Linked DNA regions of Ovis aries: region 2 is linked to region 1. The links are chromatin contacts, called in public Hi-C maps. All regions are on one chromosome and are shown on one strand. Each heading gives the region's core, a stretch centred on a gene start, on an enhancer-like site or on the middle of the called end of the contact. The rest is flanking DNA. Distances are from core to core; before and after follow the strand shown.

Evidence for each region. Hi-C and Micro-C count contacts between places; a contact is called where the count stands out from the background.
Region 2: a Hi-C map of mixed tissues shows a contact between it and region 1, with 2.6 times the contacts expected there. The contact joins the enhancer-like site here to the promoter of RPS6 in region 1. A contact is called at or near these places in 5 of 16 Hi-C or Micro-C datasets (liver, mixed tissues, omental adipose tissue and 1 more).

What each region holds. Positions count from the first base shown.
Region 1 is chr2:87,897,892-87,902,448 of ARS-UI_Ramb_v3.0, forward strand. RPS6 (ribosomal protein S6) reads right to left here and starts at 2,445. Exons shown (of 6, transcript XM_004004394.6): 1 at 2,399-2,445; 2 at 1,757-1,888; 3 at 1,015-1,225; 4 at 708-854. The coding sequence starts at 2,404.
Region 2 is chr2:87,961,203-87,965,759 of ARS-UI_Ramb_v3.0, forward strand. All of the region lies in intron 5 of ACER2 (alkaline ceramidase 2), which reads left to right. Among named protein-coding and RNA genes, the nearest start is that of ACER2, 40 kb to the left of the region's middle. Within about 2 kb of position 2,734, at least 21 of the 54 cell types and tissues checked have an H3K27ac peak or open chromatin away from gene starts, as enhancers often do. A contact at or near this core is called in liver, where this site is marked.

The DNA of each region.
Region 1 (4,557 bases), core at 1,195-3,694:
CAGACTCGTGGTTGCCAAGGGAGGTTGGGTGTGGAGGGATGGATTTGGAGTTAGGGATTCTCAGATGCAAATTATTACACATGGAATAAAGTCCTACTCATATCATAGCACATGGAATATATTCAATACCCTGAGATAAATCAACAGAAAAGATTTTACATATATCTGAATCACTTTGCTGTACAACAAAATTAACTTAAAACATTTTTATAGTAAGTCAACTGTACTTCAACATAAAAGTTATATGTATGTTCCCTGGTATTTTGAATGGTTTTCTAATTCACAAAACTATCGCTATCCACATTCAGAAGTTAAGGCAACTTATGTTAATAAAGGCATCAATTTTGGTAAACAAAAAACTAAAACCACTGATATGTTAAGAAACCAAGTGTGTGGGCATGAAAGCATATTCAATCACAATCCCAGACTTTTCTCTTAACCCCAAAGCAATGAACTTAACTGATGTTATCTTTGAATGAACTCATACAATGACTCAAAAGCAAATTTTCAAGAAAAATTCTAACACTATAGGGCACTGGTTATAATGAGAATTAATTCCAATTGCATCATCTTGACCCTTTTCCACACTAATTTCCTAAAAATGCATATTCTAGGTAAATAGTAGGCAGAGATTGGCTTCCAACATGCATATAGAATGGTACAACCAATGAAATTAAGAAATCTCTATACTGCATAATCCCTCATACCGTCTTTGTTTAGGGGCTTTCGCACAACATATTGGCGGACATCATCTTCTTTAGAGAGATTGAAAAGTTTGCGGATTCTGCTAGCTCTTTTGGGACCCAGGCGACGAGGCACTGTAGTATCAGTGAGTCCGGGAATATCCTTCTCCCCTAAAAGAAAAAAGTGAACAGATGTTTTTAATTCAACAACTTCCTTACAAACAAGAACCCTAAACTGTTCAGGCATTACCAAAGCCACTTAGTCCACTTTCAAAGACAATCAGCTTTAAGTCAGTGTTGACAAAAATAAACTCCAGAATAAAAGGCTCACCTTTTTTCACGATGACCAAATTGAGAACACTCAGATTGGCATCCACAATGCAACCCCGCACAGATTTGCGCTTTCTCTCTCCAGTCCTCCTTGGTCTGTAACAGGAATGCCCCTTACTCAGAAGCAGGCGAACTCGGCCATGGGTCAAGACACCCTGCTTCATGGGGAAACCCTGCTTGTCGTTCCCGCCACTGATTCGGACCACATAACCCTGCAAAAGAACACGATGACACATTAAAAACAAAGCACTGTGGCCTCTAAGTACACCCTTAATTCTACTTAGTACCGTTCATTAGGACCGATTTGACATTTTAAATACTTTCCTCTGGTCACTAAATTTTGTCTATACTAACAGTTTCCCAAGTTAGACTGGCAAAATCCTTTCAACCAAGTCATATTTCTAGCCTTTATTTTACCAGAGTTGTTAACTCCTGGGGTAGAAAGAGTATGTTATGAAACCAAAGTATCAAGGAACCATAAATCAGAAACAATCTTCTTGGCACTTTTGAAGATCCCTTTGGAGGCCTTTAGCTTGCAGGTCAAGAACGATATATTTTTCATTTGATCTACATAAGCATAACCCTGCCAAGTGATAGCGCCACCTTATAAAGTGACATTTGGAACTAACAACCCGAGTGTGAACCCCATTACATTTACCAATTACCAATAGCGTTTACCACCTCTCTTAAATAGAGCTAACAATTCAACGCGACAGTTCAACTTGTAACAATTCAACTTTTACCTTCCATTCTTCACCCAAGGCGTCAGCAGCAACTTCTGTGGCCATACGCTTCTCGTAGAAGGTACGAAGTTTTCGTTCATCGTCCACTTCAATGAGCTTCTGGCAGCCAGTGGCCGGGAAAGAGATGTTCAGCTAAAAATTACAGACAAGGGGGAAAAGAACTTCATGAAAATCGCAGAACCACTAGAAAAGTTATCCCATAGCAAAAAGCCTTTCCTGTCACCCGCACACAACTAACAGAAAATTTGATTACATTCACTAAAGGACACGTGCAAGGCGCCACAAACACGGCACTAAAAATAGGACCCATCTTGCAAGGCTTGCGGAATGCCGCCACGGATAATTACTGTCCATAGCCGTTCACGCTCTCAGATCAAGGAGCCTGACCTACGTGCCGTCAGCCCGGCCGCCTCTATCCTGCCTGGGGGTCAAGACGCCACCATGGCGCTCCCAGACCGGCGTAGCTCCAGCTGCAATCGCTCGCCATCCGCTCTCCCATGGAGCTTCGGCCCCAGAAGAGCGATCCTTCTGCTGCCTCAGACCCTTCTCCATCCAGGGCCAGGATTTTCGAGCCCAGCGACAAATCATAGGACTTGCTCCACGTTCCACAAGCCTACCCGGACACCCGTCACCAAGTCCTACCTTCATTCTGAAGCGGCCGACAGCCTCCGAGGCGCCACGAAAAAGAGACCCAACTTCCGCTTAGCCCAGGTCACATAGGCTCTTCCAGTTCTCGCGAGATGTGCAGACGCCTGGTATAGTGGAAGTGAGTATTGGTAGGCAGTACTTCCGGGGTGGGGCTAATCAGCGGTTGGGAGATAAGAGTCGGTGGGCGGTGCGTACGAGAAGGCACAGGTTTAGTACGGAAGATTAGTTCTTCTACTGTGTTCTTTCCTGTATGATTCTGGGTTAGGGAGCAGTTCTGGTCCCGAAGTTTTGCAGTTTAGGAGCGTGCCCTGCCCTGGTTCCGGTCTTGAAAACTTGTGCTTTGTGTTTTCTTAAATACTTGATCATCCACTTGTCCTTTAACCGCTTTGCAGTCATCGTTCTGTCACGTGCATGAGTGCTAAGTCCCTTGGGTCGTGTCCGACTCTTGCGACCCCATGGAATGAAGCCCTCCAGGCTCCTCTGTCCATGTGATTCTCCAGGCAAGAATACTGGAGTGGGTTGCCATGCCCTCTTCCAGATGATCTTCCCGACCCAGGGACGGAACCCGCGTTCCTTCTGTCTCCTGCATTGGCAGGCGAGTTCTTTACCACTAGCGCCACCTGCAGTTCTATCACAGAATGATGCATTCAGCCAGCCTTTCTTTTTTTTATAATAGTATATTTTTATTTTTTTATTTTTAAATTTTAAAATCTTTAACTCTTACATGCGTTCCCAAACATGACCCCCCCACCCACCTCCCTCCCCACAACATCTCTCTGGGTCATCCCCATGCACCAGCCCCAAGCATGCTGCACCCTACGTCAGACATGGACTGTCAGCCAGCCTTTCTTGAAAGCCAGTTAACCATAGTTACTCCAAGTCCTGGTGCCTCCCAAAGAGCCTCTCTGCTTTCTGCCTTTTCTCTGCGATCTTTTTAAAATGCAAAGTTCTGTCAACTCCATTGTTGGAGATGCGCAATTTATTTCCCACTATAATTAAATACTTTCCAAACTTCTTAACCTACTTTCATATATTTTTCACAGTCCAAAGCTCAACTATTGCCATTTGTTAATACCATGCAAGGCTTTCAGCTTACATGTCCTTCCTAAGAGAAGCCTTGCCTGACCACACAACCAGAAATTGTATTCCTCTCCTCTAGTGTAGCACTATTTTCCTTTATAGTACTGTTTAATCACAATACATAAATGGTCTGCTTATGGTCTGTCTGCATACTAGATGGTAAATTAGGCTAGGTCTCATAACTTCACTACGGTATACTCAGGAAGCAGTAAAATGCATGGCACTTAATAAGTAAGGCTTAGTAATATTATGTGATCATAACCCTAGTTTTGATATGTATTAGTCTTTCAGAGTGTGGTAGTATGGAGCCAGCTAGCAGAGGAAGAATGAGTTGAGTGTATTGCAGTAAATCTTGAATCAGCAATGATTCAGCTCTTAATAGAACAGAAAGATGTGGGGAAAATACGGTGCACTTGATAGTCCTCCAGAACATTGTTGGGAGAATGAAAATCCAGATCTAACTTTGAAACCCACCGTACCCTGAAGAATGGAACACTTACTATCCATTACATATTTACTCCATATTTTTTCCTCAAGAAAAAAAACCCTGCGTTTAAAATAAATTTTTACTTTCCAAAATTATCACATCCATCTTCTGCTTCAGTATCACAAAGGTTTGAGTTTAGGCCTGCTTCACATTCAAAGTTGAAAGATTCTGCTAAATCCTATTTGTGTGGTAAGTCTCTTCACTTGTGTTCGACTCTTTGCGGCCTTGTGGACTGTAGCCCACCAGGCTCCTCTGTCCATGGGGTTCTCCAGGCAGAAATACTGGAGTGGATTATCATGCCCTCCTCCAGGAGATCTTCCTGACCCAGGGATCAAACCCACGACTCTTATATCTCTTTCATTGGCAGTTAGGTTCTTTACCACTAGCGCCGCCTAGGAGGCCCAAATCCTGTTTGGTCATCTGACATTAATGTAGAAAGTGTGTCCAAATGATGCATTTAAATTCAGTATATGTAATTTTTGTTGCTAAGGTGAAATTGACATAGCATAAAACCATTTGTTTTTATGTGAACAATTCAGTGGCACTTGGCACTCATGGTTTTGTACAGTCAGCACTTCTCTCGGTG
Region 2 (4,557 bases), core at 1,484-3,983, 64 kb after region 1:
GGTGTGGTCTACTTGGATGTCCAATAGACACGCGAAATCGTCTTACCCCAAACTTGCACCTTGTTCACCTTCTAAGTCAGGCCACTCCATTCAGTTGCCAGAAGTCCCCACTTTCCTCATTTGTCCATGTCTTACCCAAGAGTAGGTAAATCCTCTCCATCCCACTTCCCCAGTGTCTCAAATCTATCCATTTCTCTCCATCCTAGAGAGTGCTCCTCTGTGTCTTGTCAATCCATCCTCCATACAAAATACCAGAGGGGCTGGCCTGAACAACAGACACTGACTTCTCACACTTTTGGACACTGAAAAGTCCAAGGCCAAGGTACCAGGAGATTTGGTTCCTGGTAAGGACCAGCATCCTGGCTTGCAGGTGGCCACCTCCTCTTGTGGGCAGGGAGAGCGTGCTCTGGCATCTCTTCTCCATGTTATGGGGGCACCAATCCCATCATGACCTCCCCCTCATGACCTCACCTTAACCTGCACGTGTACATGCTCAATTGCTCAGTCATGTCCAATTCTTTGCAACCCTATGGATTGCAGCCCGCCAGGCTCCTCTCTCTATGGGATTCTTTAGGCAAGAATACTGGAGTGGGTTGCCATGCCCTCCTCCAGGGGATCTTCTTGACCCAGGGATCAAACCCATGTCTCCACTTGCAGGTGGATTCTTTACCCACTGAGCCTCTGGGGAAGCCCCCATCTTAACCTGATCACCTTCCAAAGGTTCCACCTCCAAATACCATCACATTGCAGGGGAAGCAGATTTGGGGGGCAGGTGTTTAGGGATCCAACATATGGATTTTGGGGGATGCAAATTTTCAGGTCACTGCAGACTGTATGAGGGAGATTTTTCTTATCTTCATTTTCTTGGTGAAGTCCTGAGGCCTGGGGTCGGAGAATGCATATCTGGTCCAAGACCACAGAGCCAGTAAGTGGCTCAGCTCTCTCCCACCCCAAACCTGGGCTCCTTCCCTCCTTCATTCTGCAGCAGAGAAGGAGGGAAGGTGTCCACTGTGCTGACTGGGGACAGCTAAGGGAGAGACATGGCTAATATGTTCCGAGCAGCTTCACCATGTACCAGGTCCTCATGGGGACATGGGTGATGGATCCCAAGGCGCTGGAGCCTAGTCTGTGATGTGGAAAGACTGGGGCTCAGAGGCTGAGCCGCTTGCCTGAGGACATGAAGCTGGTGACCAATGGAGGTGTCACAGCATCAGCTTCCAGGTCACTGTGTGTGTTCTTGCGTTTGTTCACCCCTTTCAGATTAGGTTGGGGTTTCCTGTGGCAGTGATAACAGATGACTGTGAGCTCCATGGCTCAAAGCAACAGAAATGCATTCTCTCACAGTGCAGGAGACCAGAGTCTGATTCTAGATGTCTGCAGGGGGTCCAGTAGTTAACACTCTGTGGTTCCCCTGCAGGGAGCATGGGTTCAATCCCTGGCTGGGGAGCTAAGATCCCGCGTGCCTTGCTGGGTGCCTCCCCTAAAAAAAGTTCAAGATAAAGATGTCAGTGGGGTTGGCTCCTTCTGTAGCACCGGGGGAGAGTCTGCTTCTGCTTCTCTCTTGGTTTCTGGTGGTTGCCAGCAATCCTGTTACCTCCACCTGCAGACCCTTCCGTCCAGTCTCCGCCTCTGCTGTCTGTTGGCTTCCCCCTTTCTCCGTGTCAGAACTTCCCTCTCCCTCCCTCTCTGATCTCTTATAAAGACAGCAGCCTAATTCAGTTCAACCTTGATTAACTGATTACATCTGCAAAGACCTTCTTTCCAAATAAGGTCATGGTGTGGGATCCCCGGTGTATGCCAATTTTGGGGGGTCAGCATTCAGTCTACTGCCCTGTCCCACAAGCTGCTTCCCGCATCTGCCCAGAATATGGGATCCCCTCCCCTCGTGTTTAGCCAGAGGCCCCAGAAGAGTGTTACAGAGTAGCCGGAGTCCTCAGAGTGCACAGGAGCGCACAGATACACACCCACCCCAGGCTTCCGCTTTCTCCTCCAAGGCCCCTGTTGGGGTTTCCTCTAATACCTTTCTCACCCCCGATCCGAGCAGCCCCCACCCTGCCGGCTGCTGTTGAAAAATACTTTGAGAAGCAGTGAGTGGTGGTAGGAGAGGACAGAACGGGTTTCAGGGAGCTTGGCTGGGGTTTCATTTGGCAGAATTACCCCCTCTGTCCCAGAAGTTTAGGGTGTCTGGCAGGAGAAAGCCAGCCGCCTCTCACCCCAGGCACCGCACGGCCTCCTCATCTTTGTATGGCCGGAAACAGGCCCAGGGCTGACCTGGCAATCAGTGTTGGGGAGGTTGAATTCAGACACCTAGTAATCAATCAATCAGTCAGTTCACAGAGCTAGAGAATGCAGGGTGTAGTGGAACACCTTGTGGGTCCAGGAAGTCCTCTTTGATTGGGAGGCAACGTCCACACTGAGACCAGAAGGATTGAGACAGGCGGTTCAGTGCTCAGCAGAGTGCTTCGCGGTCTTGTCAACAGCACTGGGATTGGTCGATTGGTCTGTCCAGAATATGAGGCAGAGAGAGAAAGAGAGTGTGTGTGAGAGAGAGGGAGACTCAAGGTGATTGTGCTGCTAGTCCGAGAGATCCCCTCACCAACTTGTACCAGGGGTAGGGATACACCTGTGCCGGAGTGCCGGGCTGGTGATGGGTGGATGGGGGCGGAGCCGGACAAGTAATGCGCCTTGGTCTTGCGAGGGGGAAAAGGGGAGCGCTGCCCAGAGTGCCCACCAGGGGGCAGTGCAGCCCCGCACACTGCGCAGGGCCCAGGGTGGCCGTGAACCCAGCCTCCCGCGTAGGCTCAGAGGGTTCTCCCAGGCGTGCTGCTCTCTGCCGTTGGATTCTGTCAAACTGCCAAGACTGCCCGTGGGCCGCAGAGATTCCGGTCTGCACAGGTCTGCACTCTGTGAAGGCCCCTCAAACCCAGATTCCAGAGAATGGATTTACCCCAAAGCTGGTGACACCTTCTGTTCTGGGCCACTCACCTGCAGGAGTCCACCCTGAGCCCTTGCTCCTTTTTACAACTGTTAGCTAATTAGGACCTCCTCTATAGCACAGAGGATTCTACTTGCTACTCTACAATGCCATATATAGGAAAATCTAAAAAAGTGGATGTATGTTGGTGTATAATCCATTTACTTTGCTGGATTTATGAAATTAGCACAACATTGTAAATCAGTTATACTCCAATACATTAAAAAAAAAATAAATGTTTCTCTTTTTTTGAGACATATACCACGAATTATGAGTGATTGCATAACAAATTAACCCAACACAAAATTATAACAGGGCTTCTCAGGCGGAGCTACTGGTAAAGAACCCACCTCCTAATGCAGGAGATGTAAGAGATGCGGGTTCGATCCCTGGGTTGGGAAGATCCCCTGAAGAAGGAAATGGCAACCCACGCCAGTATTCTTGCCTGGAGAATCCCATGGACAGAGGAGCCTGGCAGGCTACAGTCTATGGGGTTGCAAAGAGTCAGACACGACTGAAGCAACTAAGGAGGCATGCAAGTTATAACAAAAACAAGTATTTACCATCTTTCAGTTTCTGTGGGTCAGGAATTAAGCAGGGGCTTGGCTCAGCAGTTCTGACTTAGGGTTCATCAGGAGTTTCAGTGAGATGATAGCTTAGGATTTTGGGTATGAGATCTGGTTAGGAATCTCTGAGCCTGTTTTCTCATCTGCAAAATGGAGATAATAGAAGTACTCTTAGGGTTGTCATGAGGATTAGTGAAATAATTTTCACGTGGCAGAAATGGCCAATTGCCTACCTCAGGTGCAGTTCCCTCCTCTTTCTTTGCAATAGAGGCTCCAGTGTTAAGCTGTAAAGATGGATGTCTGCCTGGAATAAAAGTCTACATTCTCCTTTTCCCCCCCATCCCTTCTGTGTGAGTAGATAGAAGTGGCAGCTTTCAGGAAACTTCTTGTGATGGTACTTTTATGGGTCAGCCTGACTGGGCAAAGGGATGCTCTGATAGCTGGTAAAACATTATTTCTGGGTGTGTCTGTGAGGGTGTTTCTTTCTTTCTTTTTTTTTTTTCTCAGCTTCAGTAAGTGTCTTTATTGACTTTTAAATGGTACATTTGGGTAAGTCTTTTTTTTTTTTTTTTTTTTTACTTTACAATACTGTATTGGTTTTGCCATACATCAACATGAATCTGCTACAGGTGTACATAAGTTCCCACTCCTGAACCCCCCTCCCACCTCCCTCCCCATACCATCCCTCTGGGTTATCCCAGTGCACCAGCCCCAAGAATCCTGTATCCTGCATCGAACCTCGACTGGCGATTCGTTTCTTATATGATATTATACATGTTTCAATACCATTCTCCCAAATCATCCCACCCTCTCCCTCTCCCCAAAAGTCTGTTCTGTACATCTGTGTCTCTTTTGCTGTCTTGCATACGGGGTTATCATTACCATCTAAATTCCATATATATGTGTTAGTATACTGTATTGGTGTTTTTCTTTCTGGCTTACTTCACTCTGTATAATCGGCTCCAGTTTCATCCACTTCATTAGAACTGATTCAAATGTATTCTTTTTAATGGCTGA